Linked DNA regions of Sus scrofa: region 1 is linked to region 2. A link is a contact called in public HiChIP or PLAC-seq data. All regions are on one chromosome and are shown on one strand. Each heading gives the region's core, a stretch centred on a gene start, on an enhancer-like site or on the middle of the called end of the contact. The rest is flanking DNA. Distances are from core to core; before and after follow the strand shown. Region 1 overlaps MID2 (probable E3 ubiquitin-protein ligase MID2). Region 2 holds the start of TSC22D3 (TSC22 domain family protein 3).

Evidence for each region. HiChIP or PLAC-seq counts read pairs in DNA pulled down with a chosen protein or histone mark.
Region 1: a contact with region 2 is called in an H3K27ac HiChIP or PLAC-seq map of alveolar macrophages. The contact joins the enhancer-like site here to the promoter of TSC22D3 in region 2. A contact is called at or near these places in 1 of 5 promoter capture datasets (liver), 12 of 47 Hi-C or Micro-C datasets (alveolar macrophages, embryonic fibroblasts, fetal heart ventricle and 6 more) and 2 of 2 datasets of contacts at active chromatin or transcription factors (alveolar macrophages and skeletal muscle).

What each region holds. Positions count from the first base shown.
Region 1 is chrX:88,352,195-88,357,325 of Sscrofa11.1, reverse strand. The region is part of intron 3 of MID2 (probable E3 ubiquitin-protein ligase MID2); the gene reads right to left. Among named protein-coding and RNA genes, the nearest start is that of NLRP12L, 49 kb to the left of the region's middle. Within about 2 kb of position 3,450, at least 1 of the 83 cell types and tissues checked has an H3K27ac peak or open chromatin away from gene starts, as enhancers often do. A contact at or near this core is called in alveolar macrophages, where this site is marked.
Region 2 is chrX:88,231,325-88,236,398 of Sscrofa11.1, reverse strand. TSC22D3 (TSC22 domain family protein 3) reads left to right here and starts at 2,816. Exons shown (of 4, transcript XM_021080824.1): 1 at 2,816-3,127; 2 at 3,392-3,817. The coding sequence starts at 3,498.

The DNA of each region.
Region 1 (5,131 bases), core at 2,201-4,700, 120 kb before region 2:
TACATTTAATTTTTTGGCAGAGGAGTGGATGAGGGGTTGCGGGGCAGAGGTAGGTGGGGAATGGGAGCATCAAAGCCATAAATATGGTGTGGGAGTTCCCTTCGTGGCTCGGTGGTTAAGGAACCCGACTAGGATCCACGAGGTTGCGGGTTCGATCCCTGGCCTCCCTCAGTGGGTTAAGGATCCGGCGTTGGGTCACTGCTATGTTATGGGCTCGATCCCTGAGGATGCATGCCATAGGTGTGGCCCCCAAAATGCATATAATGTAACATGTAGAACATATATAATGCACACACACGTATATCGACATGCACACACACATTTTCCATGTTTACTTACCGAGTTTAATGAACAAAAATTTTGGCAACACAGAGAGAGGATAATTGGCTCTATATACATGTCTTAGGAATGGCCTAGTGCCGGGTGGCAATTCTGTGTTAGTTTTAGAATCCCTCAGGGATCAGACCTCCAAGCCTTGGTAGCCTTAGGGCTAGTTATTTTCTCCCCCCATATTCTCCTTCTACACAAGGTAGCTATTTAGAACAGGCAAGAAGTGGGAGAGGTATTATACACACGCGCGCACACACACACACACGCACATGCACACACATATATATATCCTACATGAAATGAAGCAGAAACCTCCTTTCTATATCTTCAGAACCGTAAAATTGTTAAATCTTAAAAGGACTGAAGTAAGCATCCATTTCTAGCCTCTTATTTTATAGATAGAAACGTGAGGCCTAGAGAGAAGGGCTTACTCAACATCATAGTACGATCAATGACAGGGCACGGCTGGAGCCAGAGCTTTCGCTCCCCATCCAGTGTTCTTTCCACTCCACTACTTGTTTTGTGAAGCATAGTACTTGCTTATAACCCCCTCTGAAGCTATAAAACTCTCTGGATCTCACCCTTGTGAATTTAGCCTATAAATATGAACATTTATATCTACACACACACACACGCACACACAAACTTGCAGGGATGTTCGTAACAGCTTTATGGGTCTTAGCCAAAAACTGGAAACAACTGAAATGCTCTTCAGTGGGGGCACAGATAAACGAATTGTGGATCATCAACGATAAAAAAAAAATGTAAACCATTGATGCACACAACCTGAATGTATCTCAGAGGCATGATGATGAGTGACATAAACAAATCATAATATGTTGCATACTGCATGATTCCATTTATGTAACATTCCACAAATTACAAAATTATCGTGATGAAGAACAGATCCGTGGCTGCCAGGGGGGCAGATGTGACTGCAAAGAAGTAGCACAAATGAGGTTTTAGGGGTAATGAGATTGTACTGTTCTCATTATGGTGGTAGTTACACGAATCTATACATGTGATGACATTTATGGAACTACACACATTCCCCCCCGCCCCTCCAAAAGGCTGAGTACATGTTAAAAACTGATGAAATCTGCATGTGGTCTGTAGCTTGCTTAGTAGAATATTGTACCAATGATAACTTCCTAATTGCGAGAGTTATGTGGTTATGTAAGATGTTAACACTGGGGAAGAATATATGGATGGTGTGTTGGAACTCTATTATTTTAGAACCTTCTATATGAGCTTAAACTTATTTCAAGAATTAAAAGAAAAAGAAAAACTTTAGAAGTCCCATAATGGTTTAGACAGATCGGGTGAACCAACATTTATAAATTTTTCTGAAGTTATAACTAGATATTTTTAGGCCTTTGCTCAAATGGCGTCTCATCTCATACCCACTTGGCATCCTAGTTGATTTTTATCCATAACATGTATAACTCCTAATAAAAATATATTTATTGTGTGTCTCCCCCAGCTAGCACATAAGCTTCGTAATCTTAAGGACTTTGTTTTATTCACTACTGTATTCCCAACACCTAGAATAATGCCTGGCACACTGTGGGTAGTCAACAAATATTTGTGGAATTAATGAACGAATGTGAGTATGTTGGCCCTGAAATAAAGAGAGAATGAAAAATTGTATACTAGGTCACATGTCTTCATTACAAGAGGCAAATTTCCCTTACATTTTCTTTTTATACAATTACTCAAAATGGTAATTTGGCTCTGCCATTTACATATGGTTTGCCACATTATGGAAGATTTTCAAAGATGCTGAAACAACCACCTAGGTGCTAGGAGATCACATATTCTGAAATGGTTCCTCACCCAATGTTAAAAGAAGGAAAGAGTTACCTCTCTTGTGAAACTGGCTGTGCTTTACTCATCCCTGGGGTGCATAAAGGATTGTACTGACAACAGCTAGCCACCAGAGGGCAGTGTTTATTTAATTATCCTTTCTCAGCACCTATTGTGTCCCAAGCCATGTGCTGGGTATAAAAAAAGTGGATAGGCCACAGTACCCACTAAGTTTAAGGTCTGGTGGGGAGACAAATAGGTATATAGAAGTGCTATGATGAATGTACATATACGGGAGTTCCCGTCATGGCTCAGCAGTAACGAACCCCACTGGTATCCATGAGGACGCGGGTTTGATCCCTGGCCTCGCTCAGTAGGTAAAGGATCTGGCATTGCCGTGAGCTGTGGTGTAGGTTGCAGAAGCGGCTGGGATCTGGCGTTGCGGTGGCTCTGGCGTAGGCTTGCAGCTGTAGCTCTGATTCGACCCCTAGCCTGGGAACCTCCATATGCCATGGGTGTGGCCCTAAAAAGACCAAAGAATATAGATAGATAGATAGATAGATAGATAGGGTTCTCCAGGTACACAGGGGAAGAACTCCTGAACCAGATTAGGGAGAAGGAGAGGGATACAGAGCATGTGTGATGGCTTCCTGGAGGAGGAGATGCCCAAGCTGAGCCTTAGGAGATAAGCATTCGCCAGCCAGGAGCAAAGGGGAGGGGTGCAAGTTCTCTGAGGACAGGTGCCATGTTCACACTGTGCTTCCAATGCTTGGCCCAAGGCAGAGATATGCTTTAATACTTGCAGAGTGAATGAACCAGGTATAAAGTGCAGGTAGTGAAAAGCGTATGCTCAAGGCAGACAGGGTCCAGATCATAATGGGTCTTAGAAACCTTTATCTTAATGGTGATGGGGAACCACTGAAGGGTTTGTGGTAGGGGCGTGGCATGTGGGCTTTGCATTTTAAAAAGCTCATTCCCACAACAATGTGGAAAATGGATTAAAGGGGGACAGCATGAGTCAGAGAGACCAGTTAGGAACTGTGGTTTCCACAATGAATGTGGCACAGTCATGGCCACTGCCTTTAAGAAACTTGCTGTCCAATGAAGGAAACGAGATGGAATCAGGTAACTGCAACAGAGCAAAGCAGGCAGTGGGTGCAACAGAGGCGAGGCACTGGCCATTCTGCCCGTGGTCAAGCAGTCAGTGCGTGGCAGAGACAGTTCCAAAACCCAGGTTTCCTGATTCTGAGTCTAGGGCTCTTCCCCAAGCCCTCCTTTTCACTGGCTTTCACAATCACAGACTTATGTAATGGAAGGAGAGCAGGGCAAGCCAGTGAATGATTAGGCATTCTTTAGCCTCAGACTAGACTGTAGGGAGCATTTAGCCCTTCTTTGTACTCAAGTCTGACGTAAGCATCCCTGCCCAAGACCTCTGTTTCTGGGAGACGGCTGTGGTATCCTGATTCTTTTTTTTTTTTTTTTTTTTTTTTGGTCTTTTTAGGGCTGCACCCATGGCATATGGAGGTTCCCAGGCTAGGGGTCAAATCTGAGTTGTAGCCACTGGCCTAGACCACAGCCACAACAACGCCTGATCAGAACTGCATCTGCCACCTACACCACAGCTCACGGCAATGCCAGATCCTTAACCCACGGAGTGAGGCCAGGGATCGAACCTGCGTCCTCAAGGATGCTAGTCAGAATTGTTTCCACTGAGCCATGACGGGAACTCCTGTATCCTGATTCTTTCTGCATACATCCAGTGCAAGAAATCTACTGTGAGAGCCAAGGAAATTCACACAGTGACAGCTAAGGTCAGGGAAGGCATCATTCTGAGAAAGAAGTCATTTTTATGAGACAGGGCACTTCAGATGACAAAAGGGAAAAAAAAAATCAGGGGTTATCTTTAGGGAACCAAAGACCAAACTGAAAATGGAAAATCCTTACAAAGAATGGGCTTTGAAGTCAGACAGCCCCAGGTTAGGCTCCTAGCTCTGCTGCTTATCAACAACCTGTCTGGTCTGGGGCAAGCAGCCTAAGGTTCCTCCTCTGTAAATGAGCATCCTATTAGTATCTAGCCTCGTAGGGTTTTATACATGTTTATTAAATAACAGAAATAAAGCGCCCAATACATTTTCTGATATATAATCGGTAGCCGAAAAGTTGCTTTTTTGTTTTGTTTTGACTACCACTGCTCTGACGACGATGGTGACTACTGCTAAAACCACTGTATCTTCTGGGGTTTTCTGCAGAACAAACAGGCGGGCACTGTTTGATCATCTGGTTTGTTTTTATTCAGTTTCTGCTTCTGTTTTGCTTTCTGGAACACACTGGGTCACGATTTGCTTTTCTCTGAGATTACCGTGTCCCTTTATTTATTCTTTTTTTTTTTTTTTTTTTTGCTTTTCAGGGCCGCACCTTTGGCCTATGGAAGTTCCCAGGCTAGGGGCTGAATCGGAGCTGTAGCTGCCAGCCTACAGCAATGCCAGATCTGAGCAGCCTCTGTGACCTACACCACAGCTCAGGGCAATGCCAGATCCTTAACCCACTGATCGAGGCCCGGGATCGAACCCTCCCCTTTCTTTATTCTTCTTCCCACACCTAAGCATCTACATCACATTCCCAATGGTAGCGCCCTTCACACTGCTGGACAGGGGTCACCCTGCCTCTGAATATAAGATAGCTTCTCCTCCTCCTACCAGGAGCCAGGCCATCACCTCTCCATTCAGAGCAGAAGTCTGATGCCAGAAGGGAGATCAGGTGCTGACTTCTGCCAAAACACCGATTACATTTCACTTCTTGGCTGGGAAGGAATTTGGCTGGCTCGAGCTTGCTCTCCTCTGTTTTTCAGCTCTGGGCTCCCCCATAATTAACACAATCCCCCAGGCTCAGAGCCCAAGGGATATCAGGTTGAGTCTCGAAGAAATAGGTATGTAAGCAACAAAGCTAACACATTCCCTCACTTATAAAAATATAATACCATAATTACATTCTGTAT
Region 2 (5,074 bases), core at 1,567-4,066:
GCTTGTGCTGATTTACCTCTGAATCTCCACTAACCCTTGCACTTGGCACAGGGCAAGTGGCGAGTGCCTGACTGTCGATGATTCCATCTGAGAAAGCGGTATCCCCCTTTTTCCCCTTTCTCCTCCACCCAGAAAGCCACCAGCTCTGTCTGGAAGTGGGGCCCCCCTCTACTCCCTGGGTTTATACAAGAACTTTGTGCTACTTGGAGTCTCTCCATCCAACACAATACATGGGAGCAAAGCTTCACAGAGAGGAGCCAAGGAGGCCCTGCCCAGTCCGCCTTCCTCGGGAGGTAGAAGTCAATACAAGCAGGACTTGTAAATGCAAACACACAACAGCTTTCTGAACTCCGTCTCTGAACTATCTAGATTGTCCCTCTCTAAGTTATATTTGCTCTTGATCAGCTTGGAGATAGTATGCAGAGCTGCACTGAATTATTAACAATGCTGCTTGTGAGCAAGGACTCCAACAAGGGAAAGGTGGAGGGAACAAAATCTGGAGTTTAAAGGTGCCACATGCCAAGAAGGAAATCCTTCCACCAGGGCTTCCTCCCAAGGTTATGCACAGAGATAAGAGGATTCGGGGCAAGTGTAGAAGCAAAAGGCCCCAGCAGTTCTCAAAACACAACTTAAATAAACATTTATGGAGCTAATATATTTTGTTATAATGTTTAACATAAAATAATTATAAACAAGAGGGAAAATCATCAACACTGTAATTAAAAAACAATTCAGCAGGCTATAAGTCTACACAATGCATATTAAATTTCATATTCTACTACCTCCTCTGGCTTTTACCCAAGAACATTAAAAAAAAAAAAAAAAGACAATGAAGAAGAAAAGGGGAAAATAACGCATCTAAGGGACCGGGGTTTAAGAGAACCAGCAGAATCTTCTGCAGTCGGTGAGAACACAGGGACCATACTCTCAGCTTTGCTGGTCTGGTCAGTGACCTTCCAACGCCTCTTTCACGTCTGATCTTGGTTTCCTGTCAGGGGCCAGGGATACAGCTTGTTTTTAGTTTTCCGGGGCCTACAGCAGAGAGTATACGGCCCTCTGTCCTTTTCGGGAAATGGCCGGGCCCCACGTAAGAGCCACAGAGCCTTGGAAACAAGAAATTGTTGGCTGCCCTTTGCTCCTAATCACGGAGGTGATGCTTGTGGAACACGGAGGGAGCGTGTGCCAAATCTAGGAAAGCCAGATCGGTAGGGACTCAGGCAGGTGGAGCTCCACTAGAAAGGGTGGCTCTGCCCTGACTGGGGTCCAGGCGCACTGCTTGGCCAAGGAGCCCTTTTGGTGTGGACCCTCTGCCTCCTCTTTCCTCCTACTCTCGGGACCAGTGCGGGGTCAATTCCACTAGGGGGCACCGAAGGCGTCTCTGCAAGATCTGACTCCGGCAGGAAACGTTCCACGTTTTGACCACAAGATGGCAGTATATACTGCTCTATTGCCAGCGCCCTGGGCGGGTGAAAGAAGCGAGCTGATGGGGGGGTGGGGAGTATTGGCTGCAACTGAAATCCGTCTGAGTTTTCAGTGAAAGCTGAACACCATGAATATTTTGAATTTTTTTCAGGAGGCAGTAATTACTGAATTCTACGCATTCAAAGTATTCTAAGTCTCCAAGTCCTGAGACATGCGGGAACCCTACCACTTATCAACCCCGCACATCCCCAGCTCTCACAAAGCTGGGGTTTGACCCACAGCAGCAACCTGCCGTGCTCTCCACAAACCTGCCCTTTCACCTCAGCTCCGCTTCAGACTCACCTTCTCCTCAGAGCCAAGAGCGTCAGGACATCCCCCCCAGTGCCCCAAAACATCCAATCACCCCACCTCTGGAAAGGGTAAGGACAGAGATCACCTAAGGCGGGTGGGGGATCAGAAAAGAGAGGGGAGCGCAAGTTTGGAAAGATGGGGGAAGCTGAGTGAAGTGGGGAGGAAGGGACAAAACTGAGGCGAAAGAGGGGTGCGTCAGCGAGAGGGGCAATCACATGCGGGAAAGGAAGGGGGAAGAAAGAAACCGAGGGGGGTAAGAGGACTTGGGGGTAGGGTGAACGAGGACATAGAGAAAAGGAGAAAAAAAATAATAAGACGGGGGCGAGAAAGAAAGGCAAGACCAGAAATGAGTCAAGAAAGAGGAGACAAGGAAAATAAATGAGAGGAAGAATGGAGAAGGGCAAAAAGAAGGAAGATGGGGGGAGCGGGGGGCGAAAATGGAGATAAGAGAGGGAGCGGGGGCGGGGGGCAGCGGGCGGCAGAAGCCTGCTAAGGGGCTGGCACTGCCGGAAGCCGGGACGTTGATGTCTCGGATGGGGTTCGGGGAAGAGAAGAGCGAGCAAAGGGGGCGGAAAGGGGGAGATGAGTGAAGGGAGGAGGCAGGGACAAAAACCGGGGAGCGGTTGAGCCGGCTTCTGTGACTTTCGTCTCAGGCCCGTCTGGGGACCTGCCGACGCGTGCCGGACGCCCTCAGGCTCCGGGCCGAGGCCGCCGCTCTCTCGGCACCCCACCCGCCCCCGACCCCGCTTCTCGAAGAAGGCGGCGTCTCTGCGGCAGAGGGCCCCGGCCGCGGCGGGACGAGGCAACTCGGCCCGCCCGCCGAGCTCGAACCCCCCGGTGGCGCGGCTCCCGGCTCCCGGCTCCCGGCTCCCGGGGAATCTCTGGCCGAGGATGCGCCCGCCGCGGCGCGAGAGCCCGAGCCGGGGAGCTGCGCGGCGCGCGCAGGGAGGGGGAGCCGAGCGGGGCTCCCGGGCGCGCGGGCGAGGGTGCGAGCGGCCGTGCGGGAGCGGAGGGCGGGGGCGGGGCGGCGTGGGGGCAGGACCGCGCCGGCTCCGGGGCGCGCGCCGGGGAAGCGGCGGACCCGCGTGGTCCGCCGGCCCACCGGGGGTCATTTGCATGCTGTCACAAGCCCCGCGCCGACTCCCGGGCGCGCGGCTCGCTCGCTCGCTCGCTCAGTCAGTCGCGCTCGGCTCCTGCCACCGCTCCGCCGGCGCAGCCCCGGGGAGCCCGAGAGCGGGCGAGCCAGCGAACCGGCGGCGAGGGAGGGAGGGAGGGAGGGAGCCCGGGAGGGAGGGAGCGAGGGCGCGCCCCGGCTCTCCCTCTGCCCCGCCGCCCGCCCTTCCTGCTGCCACAGGTCCGCCCCGGGCCCCGCTCACACTTGGGAAACTTGGGACGGCGCAGGGGCCGCGTGTGGCACCTCAGGGGGGGCGGCCCCGGCCTCGGGAGGAGGAGGAGGGGGGAGAGGAGGAGGAAGAGGAGGAAGTGAGCCCGAAGGATCCGCTCAGAGCTGTTTGTCCAGCTGTTTCTATTCGCACCCCGAGCGGCCGGCGCAGCCAGAAGGGGGCCGAGCCGAGGGTGGCCGGCTTTCGGCGCTAATTGACAACTCTTCTCCTCACAGCTTGTCTTTCCCAGACACCCTGGAGTCCCCTCAGGCCGGCCCGGCGGGCGCGCACCTGCCGGCCGCCCCTGACCGCGCGGGCCAGGCGGCCCCTGAGGCGGAGAAGATGGCCCAGCCCAAGACCGACTGCCGCTCACCTGTCGGCCTCGACTGCTGCAACTGCTGCCTGGACCTGGCCCACCGGAGCGGGCTCCAGCGCGACAGCAGCGGGGACAACAACAACCCGGGCAGCCCCACCGTGAGCAACTTTCGGCAGCTGCAGGAGAAGCTGATTTTCGAGAACCTCAACACCGACAAGCTCAACAGCATAATGCGGCAGGATTCGCTAGAGCCCGTGCTGCGGGACCCCTGCTACCTGATCAACGAGGGCATCTGCAACCGCAACATCGACCAGACCATGCTCTCCATCCTGCTCTTCTTCCACAGGTGGGTGGCGGGGCACACGGCGTGGGGGGGGGCGGCGGCGGCACACGGTCCCGGCTCGCACCGGCCTCTGCTGGATCCTCCGCTCGCACAAAAGGGGCCACCACGAAGTCCGGGGGGGGTGGGCTGGGGAGGTCAGGTTCACCCGGGCTGCGGTGGCCGACCCGACCCCGAGGCTGGCCACCTGGATTCCTGTGCCCCTGAGGGGAGGCCTGGCGGATGCTGTTTTTGAAAGGTGCCTGCAAGAAGCCCTCCTAGGGAGATGCTGGCGCCCAGAAGGTGGACAGAGCCCGAGACGGTTTGGGGGGAGCTGGCAGCACTTTCTCCCCCCAGTGCCCACATTTCTACAGCCACTTTGCAGATTCCGAGGTGGATGCCCTTGGGATCCCGAGTTCCCCCCTTCTCAAAAGCCTTTTTCTAAATATGCAAACTCGGATGGAAACTGCAAGGGTTTTTAAATTTCCTGAGTGGCCCCAACTGCCTCCGGTGAGGGCAAGCAGAATGTCCAGACAAATTAAGCTGCTGGTGGTGTGGGGCAGAGTGGGGAATAAGAAAAAATTAGAGACCTGTGAGAATTTCTCGAAACTCTAGGTGGTGGGACCCTCGCCTCCTCCATGGGTCCCAGCCTTCACTTTCGAGCCAGCGAGGGCTAAAAGCAGCCCCGAAGAGCATTCTAGGACCTGAGGGCGAATGAATCCGTGTGGGTTGCAGGCGTGGGTTGGAGTGCGGGTCAGACTTTCTAGAAATCGGGCTGAAGGACGAGGAAGGGAAGGGAGGGGAGAAACACAATGGGAAGACCCAATGCGTCTGCTGTCCTCCAGTCTGAGACACTCTGGTGAGGGCCGGTCTTACCAGACCCCGAGGGCAGGGGGAACAATGGAGGCAATTTTGAGGCAGGGGAGGCAACCTCGGGAAACCTAGTCTTGAGTTGGATGTTCTTAGAGCCACAGAGACGGCGCTGGTGTGTGTGTGTGTATATGTGTGTATTTGTGCCCGCGTGTGGGTGGGTTTTATTCTTTCTCAACATCTCAGGTTATGTAAGAGAAAGAGACACCCACTGTGGGAGATCTGGGTTGTAGGGCTCTACTTCCCTGTGTGAGCCTGAGTAAATCGCTTGACCTCTCTGGTCTCTAAAAGTTTCCTTCTGGGTCTGAGATTCCAGATCGTGGGCAGGTGATATGCTCAGACTAGGATAGAAGAAATTTTGAGCTCCCATAGAATATTTGAAGAATTGGATGGGTTTTCAGTGAGACACCAAGA